Regions from separate parts of the Zea mays genome. Here region 2 is linked to region 1. The links are chromatin contacts, called in public Hi-C maps. All regions are on one chromosome and are shown on one strand. The core of a region is the stretch at or near the end of the contact, and the rest is flanking DNA. Distances in the headings are between cores, read along the strand shown.

Region 1 (7,787 bases), core at 3,274-5,773:
TGTTGCCGTGTTCGCAGCTTCGCACGTACTCGCGACTTCGCAAGCCATCGGCTTCCCGCCTCTCTTCCTTTCAAAAAAAAAGAAAGAAACAGCTAAAGGCTCAAGCAACACGGTGGTGCCTGTCGGGATTGACGAAGCAGCGGAGGTGGCGATGGACCGGGAGTGCTCACCGCTGGCAGCAACGACGCGGAGCGGGACGGGCAGAAGCCACAGCGAGGCGGAGCGGAAGCGGCGGCAGCGCATCAACGCCCACCTCGCCACGCTCCGCACCCTCCTCCCTGCGGCGTCGCGGGTACGTAAGACTGACGTCACGTCCTTGCTCTTCAGGAGCTGACCGTACGTGGCAGTTCATCATCGAACTCGATAGCGAACACGGTTACGTACGTGTGCGTGTACGAATTAATCATGCAGATGGACAAGGCGGCGCTGCTAGGGGAGGTGGTGCGGCACGTGCGGGAGCTGCGGGGCGAGGCGGACGCCGCGGCGGCGGGCGCGGCAGTGGCCGTCCCGGGGGAAGGCGACGAGGTCGGCGTCGAGGAGGGCCACCAGCACCGCTTCTGCCACGGCGGGGAGAGGGCCGCCAGGCGCGTCAGGGCGTGGGTGTGCTGCGCCGACCGCCCGGGGCTCATGTCCGAGCTGGGCCGCGCCGTGCGGTCCGTCAGCGCGAGGGCCGTGCGCGCGGAGATAGCCACCGTCGGCGGGAGGACGCGGAGCGTCCTGGAGCTGGACGTCGGCGGGCGGCACCACGATGGCGAGGGAACGTCGACGTCGTCACGGCCAGCGCTGCAGGCGGCGCTCCGGGCCGTGCTGCTCAGCCGGGAGGAGATGCTCGGCGCCGAGTGCTACAAGAGGCAGCGCTTCTCGGCGCACCTCGCTAGGGTTTACGACAGTGGCGCCGTAGAAGTGACTGACTGATGGAGTGATGGGAGACGGAAGGGAAGGGGTACTGTGTGACATGTCTCCCATGGTGCTACTCGTACTTTTTTAGTTGGAACATGTGGAATATCACAGAATTTGCATTGCCGACTCTTCCGAACGAACAACACTGTCATCAAGCAAATTTGCCGAGACCGTATAATATTTGTATTGTATCTCACAGTTATAATGATACAACAAATGGTACAAATGTTACAATTACAATAACAAGGTAACGCCAAATGTGGCGACAATTACATGCACTATGACTGATCCTGTAACTTATTCGTATTTTCTCAATGGTATCAACCGGAAAACGACACACAAATAGTTGCACAAAATCCACTTTGCCCCCCGGTAGTTCCACAGACTTTCACTTTGCCACCATATTGTTCATTGCGTCGCACCTCACTCCATTGTGGCTTTGTGCTTCCACAGTGGAGAGTTCCTGTACGTATCAAACAATAGCTGCTACAACTACAATGCCGATGCACCTGCCCGTGAGTATGCAATACTACAGCAAGCTGACATGCTAGTGCCATAGTGCCATGCATCGCAATGGACACAGTTATTTGATACAGGGACTCGCTTCTGCAGGACATCAATACCACAATGGAGCAAAGGTGCGACGGAAATGCACAGCGTAGTGGCAAAGCAAAACCATGCTTAACTGCAGGGCGCAGAGTGAAATTTACCCAAGTAAATGAGGCCTTCATTGGTCAAGACCAGGTGGACCTATTCTTTATAGCGTACTTGCTTCCACCTTCCAACCCTTCACGGTACAATAATGTCCATTTCTCAAATGTGCAATCAACGAAGTTGTAGTAGCCTCCGTGGAGATTCAAAGTACCTTCATTCACCCTCTTCTCTATCCATGGGTATGTTAACAAGTTCAACAGAGAGCTATTTATTGATTCCTGTAACAAAAGGAAGAAATCAATACATGTCAGACACCGAGCTATTTATTGACTCCTGTAACAAAAAAAAGAAATCAATACATGTCAGACACCGTGAGTGGTTGTGCTTAGTAATATCATACTATGACTACATAAACCTTGAACAAAAGAAAACCAACATATTTGCCAAGATAAATTTGAATTGTATAACTAGTACGAGACATCCATATCTAACCCTAGTATAGATAAAGACTATGAACAGGGAAGAACAATAGGATGAGCAGGCAAGATCTTGAGATGAATCTGAATTAGTGAAAGCCATGGAATTGATTGATCCTGTGCACTACATTAGGCAATATTTTTGTAAAAGTTAAGGCTCGTGATCACACATCACCCAAGAATCACCTTTTCACAATGTTTGCACTGCATGTCAAAACTCAAATTTCCAGCTGCAGCTCTTGTGCTTAACCTTGCGCTCTTCCCAATTGAAACCCAGTTTTTAATGAAGCTTCTGTGTCGATAAAATAAATGAAATCAGAAATTCAGAGACTAGTCTAAAGTCTAAACGGACAACAAAAGAACATGTAATGAAGAAATGGCTAGAACTTTTACCCGGACGTTGAATCATCTTTCATGCTCATTAGTGCCTGGATGCCCCCACACCTACTGTGGCCTACCACCAGTACATTCTCTACCTGAGCAAATGAAGGCAAATGTGCCAGTCTCAAGAATGCTTTTATGTTACTTCAGCAAAAAAGGAATAAATAGGATAAAAGAAACAAATCATTAATGAAACACACAGTAAACTTATACCTCGAGTGTATTGATAGCAAACTCTAGTGCTGCACTAGTCTCTGATCCCTCATGCTGGTATTGCAACATTTTGTTTACTGTCAGTACTTCCACAAAGGAATGCATTGCTTGAGAGTTCAATCACAGCCTAAAGATGCAAAAAAATTGTAATACCTCATATGGTGGTACCAAATTCGCCACATTACGAACCGTAAATGCTTCGCCAGGCTGAAACCCCAAAACAGCGGTAGGGCAGACTCTGGAGTCAGCACAAGCAATCACCATGAACTGCACACAAGAACAGAAAACCAAAAGTAATCCCGTAAGGCTCATAATGCCAATATTAAAATTATTTTGTATCAAAGTCATTATCGTGTACCTTTGGTGTTTGCTGTTCAGCAAGATTTTGGTAATTTGAAAAATTCTCCCTGTCCATAGTTCCAGATACAGCAATGTCAAAAAAACTGTGAAACGTTAAGGTGAATGATATGTGTTGTACTTCATGATCCACTTACACATAGTTTCTCTGTTTGAAGTCCATGAATCTCGCTTTCAAATCCATGAATGGACCGTGTTCTGCACCTACCTCATCTATTGTATCATGTTGAAAATCCAAAAGTTGTCGGGTCAAGCCAGTGTGGTCTCTGGAGGCCATTGTGACAGATAATAACTCTCTCCTGCAGAAGACGATCTTATTAAATAATTTTCTGCCCAAACATATTAAGAACTGGGTGGATTGGAGGCCAGGGTGATCTCTGAAGGATCACAACGATGTTTTTGTGGTACAAGAAAATGCAAAATCCTGGCTGGCAAAATTCATGTGAGTTTATGTAATGTCCGGAGATCACAACACTATATAGGTCTACAGATAATTGGTGTAAATTGGATGCGACCCCCCCCCCCCCCCCCCCAAAAAAAAAAACTTATCTGAAAACCACTAATTAGCTGATAATAATAAATATAGAGTTATCTGAAAGCGATGTTTTAGGATAGGCTTAAATTGGAACCGTTCGTGAGTACATTAAAGCACTTACAATATGTCAATCCACACAGAGGAAAACAAATATATCCATCTACCATTAGTGTTTCCATCCGACAACAGTGTACTACAGGCTACTGCAAATTCAAATCGCAAGAAAGTGGAACGTTGATCTAAACTGTTGAACCAAGTAGTTGACTAAGCTAAACGGCCCCCAGAAATACAAATTCTCAAATCTCAATTTGGATCTCATTTCTTGCGCTGCAGAATTCACCAAGCTAAGGTACATAGTAAGCCACCGAGGAGGCAATTGGAGTTATTGCACGGAGAAGCTAGATAAGTAGTTTAGATACTCAAGGAACCAGGGGAGGTTGCGCCGGACACGATGGAAGCAAGGGAATCGTGAAGACAGACAGTTGCGCGACCTGATCGCTGATCCAAACTTAGAAGCTGCAGAAATTACAGAGGAGATCGACTCGACTCACCGGCTAGATCCTCCCAGCCGCAGAGCAACACCGCGCGTCCCCGAATCACCGATCTGCGGCACCCGAGAAAACCCAGAGATAAGCAAAGAGGGAGTCCCAGCGAGTCGGAAACCCCAAGAGACGGCGAAAGCGAGCGCGGATAGAAGCTCACCATAACCGCGCCGTGGCCCCTGCCGGAGTCGGGGGTTGGCGCGGCGGCAGGGCGGAGACATCGGGAGGCGGAGCGGTGGAGGACGCCGCTAGCCATGTGAGCACGGGGCAGGGCGTCGTGGTGTCCGGGCCTGGGGCATTCGAGGAAGGGGAGCTTGGTGCGGCAATGGCCGGGGGTGCCTCCTTTTAGGGGAGGTGAGCAGCGGACAGACAGCAAGGCGGAGGAGACGGGGACGACGGCGATGGGGCGGAGGAGTCGAGGTCGAGGTGGCGGTGGCGGTGGTTTTATTGTTTTAATCTGTTTTCGTGCAAAGTGATTAGTTACCGTGATTGGACTGTTTGGGGCTGAAATTTCATTGACGCTCCAGTGTGGGTGTGGGCCGGGGCGACCGACCCGCGCGAGAGTCGTGCCGTCGGATTGGATGTGCGGTGGAGCGACCCTCACCGTTCAATTCCCTACTTGTTGGAGCGGTTGCAGTGGGTGGGACACCTGGCAGGCAGGACCGTATTTATTAGGCCCGCAATGATCAATGAATGGTCTACAAACGTCCATACGGATACGGTAGAGTGATTGGAGTTGCCTGTGTCCAATCCATACGCATGTGTCGTTTTACGACGCACGACGACGTATCATGATTAGAAGAAGAATACTCCAGACGTCCTGCTGGTAGTTTTTGAGGAAAAAAATAGAAAAAGAATGCAGACCCGCCATTGAATAATGAGCGTGATCGACGGAAACGAAGATGACCGCAGCGGGGACAGGAAAAACAAGAAACACACACACACGAGGTATTCGCGCGAGCAGAGAAGTGCTCGAATGCACGCTTTTACTACTATATCTATCCATGGCTCCATGCTCACCGATGCTCTCCACGCCGAGACAGCCGCCGCTCGTCGGGGCGCGGCGTGCGGGGCGGCGGGAGGAGCTCATCCTTCCGGGCGGCCGCGTGCCGCTCGCCGCCGTCGTCTGACTCTGAGGACGGGCACAGTCGCCGCGCCGCCGCGGAAGCCGAGGACGCGCGCGTCGTCGAAGCAGCGGCGAGGCGGAGCAGTGCCGTGCGCGGCATGGCCTGGAGAATGGACGGGCGGTTGTGGTGGATCACTGGATTCTGGACGGCCACGTGCTCCTCTCCCAACCTCCATGACAGCACCGCGCTTTGCGATTGGCTCTATAGAAGAGAGAGAGAGAAGACAACTGCTCCACCTCCAGATATGACACGGACAATGAGTGGCAGGCCTATCCTCTTCGCCGACTGCGCACGACACTTCGAACCCGTCACCGGCACGGAAGTGAGCACCGGAAACAGGGCCACAAAATTGAGCAGAAAGACGTCCGCGTCGCGTCGCGGCACCCTCGTGTCCGCATGCGCGCTTTAATTTGATTAAAGAAATTTGGCTCTTAAAATATAAAATATAGTAAGATAACTGAACATTTAGGTAGTGTTTGGTTTGGTGTCAACGAGGGATGGGACGGGATCAACCTTGGGCTGATCCCGTCCCTTATTTTTTGAGGGATGACCTCATCCACCATTTTTGAAGAATATTCCTTGACCCTGACTCTGGACCTCCAAACCAAACGCGGGTCAAGTTAGAATGATCTCATCCCATCCCTCTTCATCCTTCCTCGTCCCTCCATCCAAACACTACCTTAACTATTTTAGTTTCGTTCCCGTTATGACCGAACTAATGGAACTTTTTTTTTTCCAAAAGAAGCTAATATAACATTAAATACACATGTTACAAAGTAATTACACAAACACTGTATTAGTTATAAATTTATAAGGGAACAAACAGTAATATAATAACACAAATATATAGAGGTTCAAACACAAAACATCACAAAAAAACAAATGTGGACATTCGGGTACCCCAGTATTTTAGATCGGGTAGATCAGTAATAAAAACCGCTACTCGATGTTTAGCTTGAAAACATTATCAAATTTGGGAACATATCGGTGCACATGTGCATTTGGTACGCACCTGAAATAACAAAGTTCACAAAAAAAGTTTAAAAATCACAAATATTCTTTCTATCTTACTTTAATTATATATAAAATTTTAAGTTCAAATTTATTATACTTTAGCTGTAATAAAAAATAAGATTTCTGATGGGTTTAAATTAGAAAATTGGCTAAATGTTCTATTCTTTATTATAGCTAAAATATAATGAATTTGACCTTGAATTTTTGTATATAATAGAAGTAGGATGAGAAGAATATGTAAGGGTTTTTTTTGGATTTTTTTGTGAACTTTGTTAGTTCATGTGCACTAAATACTTCCATTCGGACAATTCCATTCAGACAACTCCGGCAAAACATAAAATTTGCACATAAATTCAGCAATGATATATAGTACATAACTTTATCGGCAACTTGCATAGAATTTGACAGCAATTTACACAAAAACATATTGCATGCTCAAACGAACAAAACTAAAGATTGTTTATCACAAGCGTGTGTATTTCGAGTACGGGTTGAAATAATTTAGATACGGATAATATAATGGAGAACGGGTATTTTGCTCGAAGCCTAGTTGGTAGTTGGCGTCCACTTGATTCTGGACCCATAACGCTATACCAGAGTCTACAAATGGCTATGGTGCAGCGGCTGGGGATCTGGACACGTGAGGTGACTTCGAGAGGACGGGCATCCATTCCGTTGTGCGGACTGCGGACCACGGGAAGAAGCTGCTAGGGCAGATGAACTGGCCTGGTTTTACTGGTCGCGCGCCCCAGAACTTGGGATGGGAGGAGCCGGCAGCCACACGGGTCCACCGGAAGGTCTAGTAGATCCAGCCGTGGACCGTGGTACTGTGGTAGTGTGCTACTCCGGGCTGAGTAGAGATGGCAACGGGTACAAACCCGCTGGGTTTTGCCGTCCTAAACCCGTACCCGTGAAAAATATCTATGCCCATTAAAAAACCCATACCCATGACGGGTTTGAGATTTTGCCCAAACCCGTACCCATCGGGTTTGCGGGTACCCATGAGTTATCCGCGGGTTTCATCTCCAATATACTTGTTCTTCTCATAATCAATAAGTATCATAATGATTAATAATATCATGATCCAAAATTTATGTAATGAACAACGAGTTCATGATTTGGTATAAAATTTATTAGTAGAGAGAATGAAATACAAATAATAAGTTGTATAATTAAGTGACCTTGCACTAAGTTATCCATCCACCATATATATAACGCTAGTAAAAACTATAATAGCAAGCAAGCAACACTCTCACCGACTACTAATACATTCACCAATTGATAAAAATTATGAAGTAAATAAGGAATAACAAGTTTGTTGTTCGTTTATAAAATAAAATGATAATATGCACTAGGTTTGGTCGGGTTTAAAAAACTCACGGGTTCACGGGTTTGGGTACTATAGGAACAAACTCGTACTCATAAACCCGCCGGGTATAGATTTATGCCCATTAACAAACCCATGGGTATGAAAATTGACTCAAACCCGTACCCTAATGGGGTAAAAACCCATCGGGTTTCGGGTTTCGGGTACCCATTGCCGGCTGAGGCAGCAGCTCGGTCTCGTGATGGGCCTACCGCGAAACTG
Region 2 (7,787 bases), core at 2,816-5,315, 160 kb after region 1:
TTATGCGTGACATATTTGGTGTGCGGGGATCACCAATGACGATATTTTTATCTTTGCTTTTATCAGCCGCACAGGGCCGAATTATGGCCTTTTTGCTCGTCGGCTCTAATGTGGTGACAGGGACAAGTGGCCTATCAATTTTCACCTCTTTTTGAAACCTCAACCGACATTCGTTTATAGCCGATTGTATTTGCCGACGAAAGACGGTATAATCATTTGTGTTATGGAGAAAGGAGCCATGCCATTTGCAATAAACATGCCCTTTTAATTGTTCAACCGGAGGAATTACATGTGACAATTTAATATTACCATGTTTAAGCAACTCATCAAATATTTTATCACATTTAGTAATATTAAATGTGAACTTAACTTTTTCCTTTTGTGTCGAGTGCGGGTGAGAGCGAACAGAAGGTTTGGCCTTAGTGGGCCAAACAAGCTCAGGGACATGTGACTTTTTTGGTTCTTGGGGCTTGGGTGGCCGGTTATATTTATGTCGGCCTTCCGCACTAGGCGGATCACAGGTGACTTCTGGTGCTCCAGACGGTCCGACCTGCACAATCGGACGGTCTGCGGGTGGATCGGACGGTCTGGTACTATCCTCGGACTGTCCGGTCACGTCAGGCAACACATGTGACCCTTGTGGTGAGCTCTGTGTAACTCCGGACTGTCCGGCGTAGGGTGTCGAACGGTCTGACGGAGGGCCGGACGGTCCGCGATCGTATGCGGACGGTCTGGCCGTGCTCAGAGTTGACTCACCATTTAGCGAAGATGGTGGTGACGGTCGTCCTGAATATGAGTCCATCGGCATACCAGAATATGGCTGGGGAAACCCATTTGTTGCCGATGTGTTTGGCGCAATTGTTTTGGCACCTAATTTATGTGATAAAAAATTAGGCATGTGAGTTTTTCCTAATGCATGTGCCATCCTTTCTATATCCTGTATACTTTTAATCCGATTATCAAAAGAAATTTTAATAAATGGAATATCATCGGCTGACCTGGCATCAGGAGCTGTTGCAGCACGGCTGACATGTACTCGGTGTTTATCTCCCTCTCTTGGACGGTCTTCTGGTGGCAATCTACCCTGAAATGTGAGAGGAACCACTTATCCGCCACCTTGAACACCTGCTCTGTTTGTCGCTGGGCCTCCTCGTCTATTTTCTTTATGTCATCTTTTAATCTTTCATGCTCAGCGGCCGATAAATTAGTCAGCCAAGTGTTGCTGTTTGGAGAAGCGCTGTTGAGATCTTTAGAATCAGCCATGTAAGCCTAATTTTGTAGATTTGCAACCTCTTCCCTAGCGGAGTCGCCAAAAAGTATGTTGACACCTTTTTCGGGCGCCAATCACTCAACAAGAACCGACAGTGGTGCTCTCTGGTCAGGCGCGGACGGTCCGCGGCCCCGGGCCAGACGGTCCGCGACCTAGGCGCAGGAGCGGTGTCTTTCCTGCGTCACGCCGGACGGTTCGCAGCTCTGGACCGGACTGTCCGCGACTTGGCCACAGGGTCGTCTTCCTCCTCCTTGCTGGAATCTAGATCTCATTCCCTGGGGAAAGAGATCTTAGGGTGCTCCGGGTCGACAGGTCACCCGGGGCGTCCCCAGACGACGTGGAGTCGCCTAGGAATTAAGAGATCAATTCGAGGAAGAGGTCTTGAGTGGACAACTAGATCTTGCCCCCCGGGAGGGGTGAGATCCTAAGGTCGTCTTAGGATCGGCAGGCCACCCAAGACGAATCTAGACGACGTAGGGTCGAATAGGGGTAGAGGTGGATATGCGGAAGGCTACAACTAGAACTACACTACATCTACTCCTAGAGTAGGAAAAGTAAATAATGTAATTGATTCGATTGGAATGTGTTCGGGGGTTCTCAATCGGCCGTACCCCTTTATATTTATAGGGGAGGAGGTCTGGACCTGTTCTTAAGAGATGGCCAACAAACTTTCACGTGATTAGATGGATAACCACGCACGAAATTGATATATATCCGAGTTAATCTAATATTGGGACACGCGGACCATCCGCTCGTTTTGGTGTCCAACAACAACCACAACCGACGCAATGCCCTAGATTCTTTGTGATTTCTACGGGTTCCAACCAAACATACAGTGTTCTGCTGGCATCGTCCAAGGCCCATACAGAAGAGAAGCACCAATCAGTGACTCCAGAGAATGGGTTCATGCACCTAGCGGCTGACCTGATAGCTATTCCAACGTCAGAACAGCTATAGAAGTTTGGCCAGCAACTATGGAGAAGACTGCTGTACACATGACTAGATCAAGATCGTGTTACTGATTGGCTGGTTTTAATTTCTTTGCGAAAATGAATGGATGAAACGAACGAACCATCAAAACAGTCGCACGTTCAAACTACTCGAGAATTTCCACCGTCCCAGATCCGGTTAAATTTCAATCACCGAAAAAGATCACAAGAACTCATGCACTGCTTGTTCCAATTAGTTTGAAAGAAACAATAGCAGCAGCGTGCGATCTTCTTGTAATGCAGATCAACGCGAAAAGGGAGAGTTAAACCCTAGCTAGCTAGGAGCTGGCCAGCAGCTAAGGTCAATGTAGATGGAGCGCGGGAGCGCGCACCGCGTCACGTCACTAACCTGCTCACATGTAGAGCGAGTGCAGTAGTAGACACGTACCACCGACGAATCGACGATTGATCACCGAGTACGCGATCAGTACGGCGGCGGCATTTGCGGCGCGCGAGGTGGCGGCGGCCACATCACGTCATGCGGCTGCGGGTGGCAAGCGGCGTAGATGGGCACATCCGGTGGTCCGCACGGCTCCACGGTCTGCGCTGCCGAGGCAGGGTGCGGCGCGGGCTGGCGCCGTACGGCGAGAGGACGATGCTCTTGCGGCGGCTGCTCCCTGCGGTCTTGGTGGCCGCCTCGGTGCTCGTCTGCTGGATCGCCGCTGCCGGCGGAGAGCGAGACGGAGACGGACACGGACACGGACGCGTCGTCGTCCGCTGGGAGGCGGTGGAAGGTGGGGTTAGTGAAGGCGGCCGCGACGAGGACGACGGTGGACGCGGCGTACAGCGGGCCGGCCACGGCGCCGCCGACGATCTGCCCGTGCGGCCCCGCCAGCGAGATGGAGAGGCACGCGGCGGCGGCGGCGGCCTGCGGCGCCACGGCGGACATGGCGGGGGGCAGGAACGTGGCGGAGATGGACAGGACCTCGTACTGCCCGTGGAACATGACGGCGGGCCCGCCGGGCGACGGGTGGCGGAGCGACACGTTGGCGACGGCGCCCGTCCCCGCGAGCACGCAGATCCCGAGGTTCCGCCGTGCCGCGAAGCGAGCGAGCGCGTCGGCCACGTCGCAGCCGCAGGGGATCTCGATCACGTGGGGGCGCATCGCGGCGGCCGGCTCCGCCTCCCGCGTGACCACCACGGGCGGCTTCGGCTTGTTCTTGGACCCCGGGGGCCGGCCCCTCCGCTTCTTGGACAACTCGATGCTCGCCCCGTCGTCGCCGCCACCCGGCACCACCGGTGCCCCACCACTGGCGGGCTCCTTCCGCTCGGCGCTCCCGCGGCTGTCCACCTCATCGGAGAAGCACTCCAGCTGCTGCTGCTGCTCACCGTGTCTACCGTGCTGCTGGGGGTGGTGGTGGGATGGCGGCGGCGGCGGCGTGGTGAAGTGGATGGGCGGCACGTCCTTGCGATCTTGGTACAGGCGCTCCTGACTCATGTCTCTTTTGCCAAGCGACATGAGGAGCTTGGTCGCGAGAAAGAGAGACAACACTTAGCAAATCGAGTGGTACAAGCCGGAAAGATGTGGCTGCGACAGCTAGCTAGAGAGAGATGTAGAGCACGGGCGGCGGCAAGTGGCGAGGGCAGCTGCGAGTGATGCTTCGGCGACGACGAGAGAGGTCTCTGGAGTCTGGACTTCGTAAGGGAGGGGTCCGATAAGAAAGCGATGTGAGAGAAAGATGAGAAGAGCACAGTAGCAGGAACAGAAACAGGAGGATGGGCCTGATCCCTGAAGCGTGAAGCCTCGAGGTCGAGGGAGGGTAGGCGGTGCCTGCTGCTGCTAGTGGGAGCGACAGGCAGCGAGGTGATCCTTTTATCCTCTTGTCTTTTCATGGTTGCCCTCTTTTTGCCTGAACGGCTGACCAGACTAGCCAGGCCAGCGCCTAGCGGGCAGTGGCTCGCCAGAACGTCTTGGTGGAATGGTGGTTTTGGGAAGAGGATGGCTGCATGTTGCACCTAGATATGGCCATGGGTATCATGAACTCGAATACACTAGGCGGTTTACCCGATATATATGCACCTCGGTGCTCGTCTGCTAGGTCGCCTCTGCCGGCGGAGTTTGACCGTATATGTGGCCATCGGTCGTCAACTTCAACCGACAAGCCAGGATTAACATATTATTTGTTAGACGTACCAGGAAAGATTGAATGAGTGGTTATATTTTTTTATAGTGTTTGAAGAGTTACACGGAGACAAAGTGACAGAGCAATTTTTAGTGACGGCATGATCAAAAAATCGAGAAAAAGATGTCACACCTCATCCTAATTTGACCTTAAATCAAACACATCATAAATACAGTAATAGATATTTATTCTGGCTCAATGCATCCCAATTTTAATAATAGTTGGTATACTAGGATGGCCAATTAAAATAAAGCTTTCTAACTCAATGCATTCCCAATTGGAGCCAACCGCATGATACTCCGGCTCTACCACCACGTGGTCGATGGCTCTAGCCCTGCGTGTTACGTTAATGCACGGGTCTTCAGGTCTGGTACTTACATGTCTGGCACGGTACGGTGCAGAGCCGTACTACATCAACCAAGCGTACTGGTGGTCGTTGCTGCTGCTAGCGGTGCAACATTTTGACATGTGCCTCTGAGATGCGCCCGTGACGGGGGACCACGAGATAATAATAGTATGACCGTGCTGCTGCTGACAAAAATCCAAGATAAATACCGTTGTCGTTTGACCAGAGATAACCTTATCTGATGCAGTCTCTTTATTTTTTTGGAATACAAATAAGAGCTGTAAAAACAAGCATCGGTGAAGTAAACCGCAAAAAAGGCTGTGATTTTACCGTTGGTTTCAATGCCAAAGCTTCCCTTTAATCTTCTGTTGTTGCTCTCTCTCTCTACTACTGAAGGAGAATATGTTGCAAGTTGAAGAATCTATTTGGATGTGAGGTCTTGTTTTCGAACAGGAAGTTATCAAGGCTTACTGTGATAGCTTGCTATTTGTTTGATCAAGAACGACATGTTTTAGTTTAAGACGAAGCACATTGATATCAAGAACCATTCCATCGTGATGTTATTTCTAAAGGCAACGTTATTGCGGAGCATGTTCGTACATATGAAAATCACGTAGACATACTCACAAAACCATTATCTGAAACCAAGTTCAAGCATTGTCTTGACTTAGTCGGTATTTGTGGAGCTTAGCACCCTAGCTTTGTTTGGGAAATAGAGATTTAGAGTCAAAGAAGATTTACTATGATATGCCTCCTAGTATTTGTTATACACTTATATAATAATAACAAGTATAATCAGTGTTGGATCCGCGATTGATCAAGGGAGAGGCTAAACTAGGACTATAAAAAATTTAAACCAAACAAAAAGATTCTAGTTTAATATGATACAAATAGCAAGATATAATTTAAACATTCAAGAGATATGTAGACCAAAACAAGTCGTTACAAATTCTAGAAATACATAATCAATACATATCGTTTATGAGTTGATGTTGTTGCGAGGTAAATCTCTCTTCCAAGTTATTAAGCCTTGAAAATACTTCAAAAAAAAATTTAATCTTTAACATGTGCAAACATATCCCCCTCACTATAGCATAGAATGTTGTTATTCATCTATTTTGTTTCTTCTTTCTGTATTGATGATGTCCATAGCAGAGAAGGCACACAAATTAATTTTATCAAATAACCTACTAAACATGGGACTGTTAAGTTATCAAAGAAATAATCAAATCAAACTGGCACAATACCAATACCTAGCACTAGCACGCACAGTAGGCACCAGTAGCACACGGTTTATTCACTCTTCACCTTCACACCGTCACGCGGTTCAGGTTCAGCAGAGCAAAAGCAGGAGCTGGCGAGCTGCTGTGGGCGACCAAGCGGGTCCGGAGTGGACTACGGTCTACGGAGGCCGGAGCACCGAGCGCGTGCTACCGTGCCACGTCCCGCGATGGAGAGTCGCACCGCTGCACCAGAGCCCTGTCACCGTGTCGCGAGGGGCCGAGCGACGGCTGGACTGTGGAGGCCGGGAGAGGCTGAGCCTATAGCAACGTCTTCTAAATTCTATTTCCTAAAGTAATATTTTTTATCTTTTACAGTACACTCTAAAAGATTGTATTCTTTATATCTTCTCAATTTCCAGTAAGGTTCTCTAAATTCGGTCCTCTAAAGCTATAGTGTTAACAGTTTACCTTTTTCCATTGGTCACATTTAGTACGACAATAACCAAAATATATAAAAAGGACACGATGTGACCTAGTATCAGCCAAAAGGAGCATCACGTGCATTTACCGAACGCACAGTACACCTCTACATCTAGCGGCTGCCAGAGACGACCGCTATTTTAGAGAACACGGTAGCGAACTTTATTGGAGGGCTTACAGACAACAAGAAACATTAAATATATGGTACTGGCTCCTTTAGCGCGTGCTGCTAGAGGCAGCCTGAGGAGCAAGCGATGGCGTGTTGGGATGTGCTAATCTATTTTTCGTGGACCTATATTCGCTGTGTTTATTAGGCCCGAGTAGCCCCGAACGTAGATCGGTCCCTACCTAGTTGTAAGCTGAAAGGGAATTAGGCTTACACCTAGTTCCTAAATAATTTTGGTGGTTGAATTGCCCAACACAAATCTTTGGACTAACTAGTTTGCCCAAGTGTATAGATTATACAGGTGAAAAAGGTTCACACTCAGCCAATAAAAAGACCAAGTTTTGGATTCAATAAAGGAGCAAAGGGGCAACCGAGGGCACCCCTGGTCTGGCGCACCGGACTGTCCGGTGTGCCACCGGACAGTGAACAGTACCTGTCCGGTGCACCAGGGGACTCAGACTCAAACTCTCCACTCTCGGGATTTCTCGGAAGCCGGCGCGCTATAATTCACCGGACTGTCCGGTGTGCACCGGACATGTCCGGTGCTCCAAGGAAGCTCGGCCTCCTGAACTCGCCAGCCTCGGGTTCGCGCGGCGGCCGCTCCGCTATAATTCACCGGACTGTCCGGTGTGCACCGGACTGTCCGGTGTACCAGCGGAGCAACGGCTCCCTGCGGCGCCAACGGCTCCCTGCGGTGCATTTAATGCGCGCGCAGCGCGCGCAGACGTCAGACTTGCCCATGCCGGTGCACCGGACATCAAACAGTACATGTCCGGTGTGCACCGGACACCCAGGCGGGCCCACAAGTCAGAAGCTCCAACGGCTAGAATCTAACGGCAGTGATGACGTGGCAGGGGCACCGGACTGTCCGGTGCGCCATCGAGCAGAAGCCTCCAGCCAACGGTCAAGTTTGGTGGTTGGGGCTATAAATACCCCAACCACCCCACCATTCATTGCATCCAAGTTTTCCACTTCTCAACTACTACAAGAGCTCTAGCATTCAATTCTAGACACACTAAAGAGATCAAATCCTCTCCAATTCCACACAAAGCCCTAGTGACTAGTGAGAGTGATTTGCCGTGTTCATTTGAGCTCTTGCGCTTGGATTGCTTCTTTTCTTTCTCACTTGTTCTTGAGATCACAACTCCATTGTAATCAAGGCAAGAGGCACCAATTGTGTGGTGGCCCTT

Evidence for each region. A called contact is a pair of places that touch in the nucleus more often than the background predicts.
Region 2: a contact with region 1 is called in a Hi-C map of ear, with 4 times the contacts expected there. The contact joins the promoter of LOC103647499 here to the promoter of LOC100272439 in region 1. A contact is called at or near these places in 7 of 25 Hi-C or Micro-C datasets (bundle sheath, ear, endosperm and 3 more).

The regions. Positions count from the first base shown.
Region 1 is chr2:192,294,772-192,302,558 of Zm-B73-REFERENCE-NAM-5.0, forward strand. LOC100272439 (carbonic anhydrase) reads right to left here and starts at 4,524. Exons shown (of 9, transcript NM_001359716.1): 1 at 4,219-4,524; 2 at 4,068-4,120; 3 at 3,119-3,280; 4 at 2,983-3,031; 5 at 2,778-2,891; 6 at 2,625-2,678; 7 at 2,424-2,506; 8 at 2,217-2,322; 9 at 1,084-1,832. The coding sequence starts at 4,314. The coding sequence ends at 1,635. It overlaps LOC100274144, which reads left to right. Exons shown (of 2, transcript NM_001359714.1): 1 at 1-292; 2 at 412-1,029. The coding sequence starts at 152. The coding sequence ends at 915.
Region 2 is chr2:192,451,207-192,458,993 of Zm-B73-REFERENCE-NAM-5.0, forward strand. It overlaps LOC103647499 (AT-hook motif nuclear-localized protein 17), which reads right to left and starts at 4,066. Exons shown (of 1, transcript XM_008672032.4): 1 at 2,420-4,066. The coding sequence starts at 3,718. The coding sequence ends at 2,684.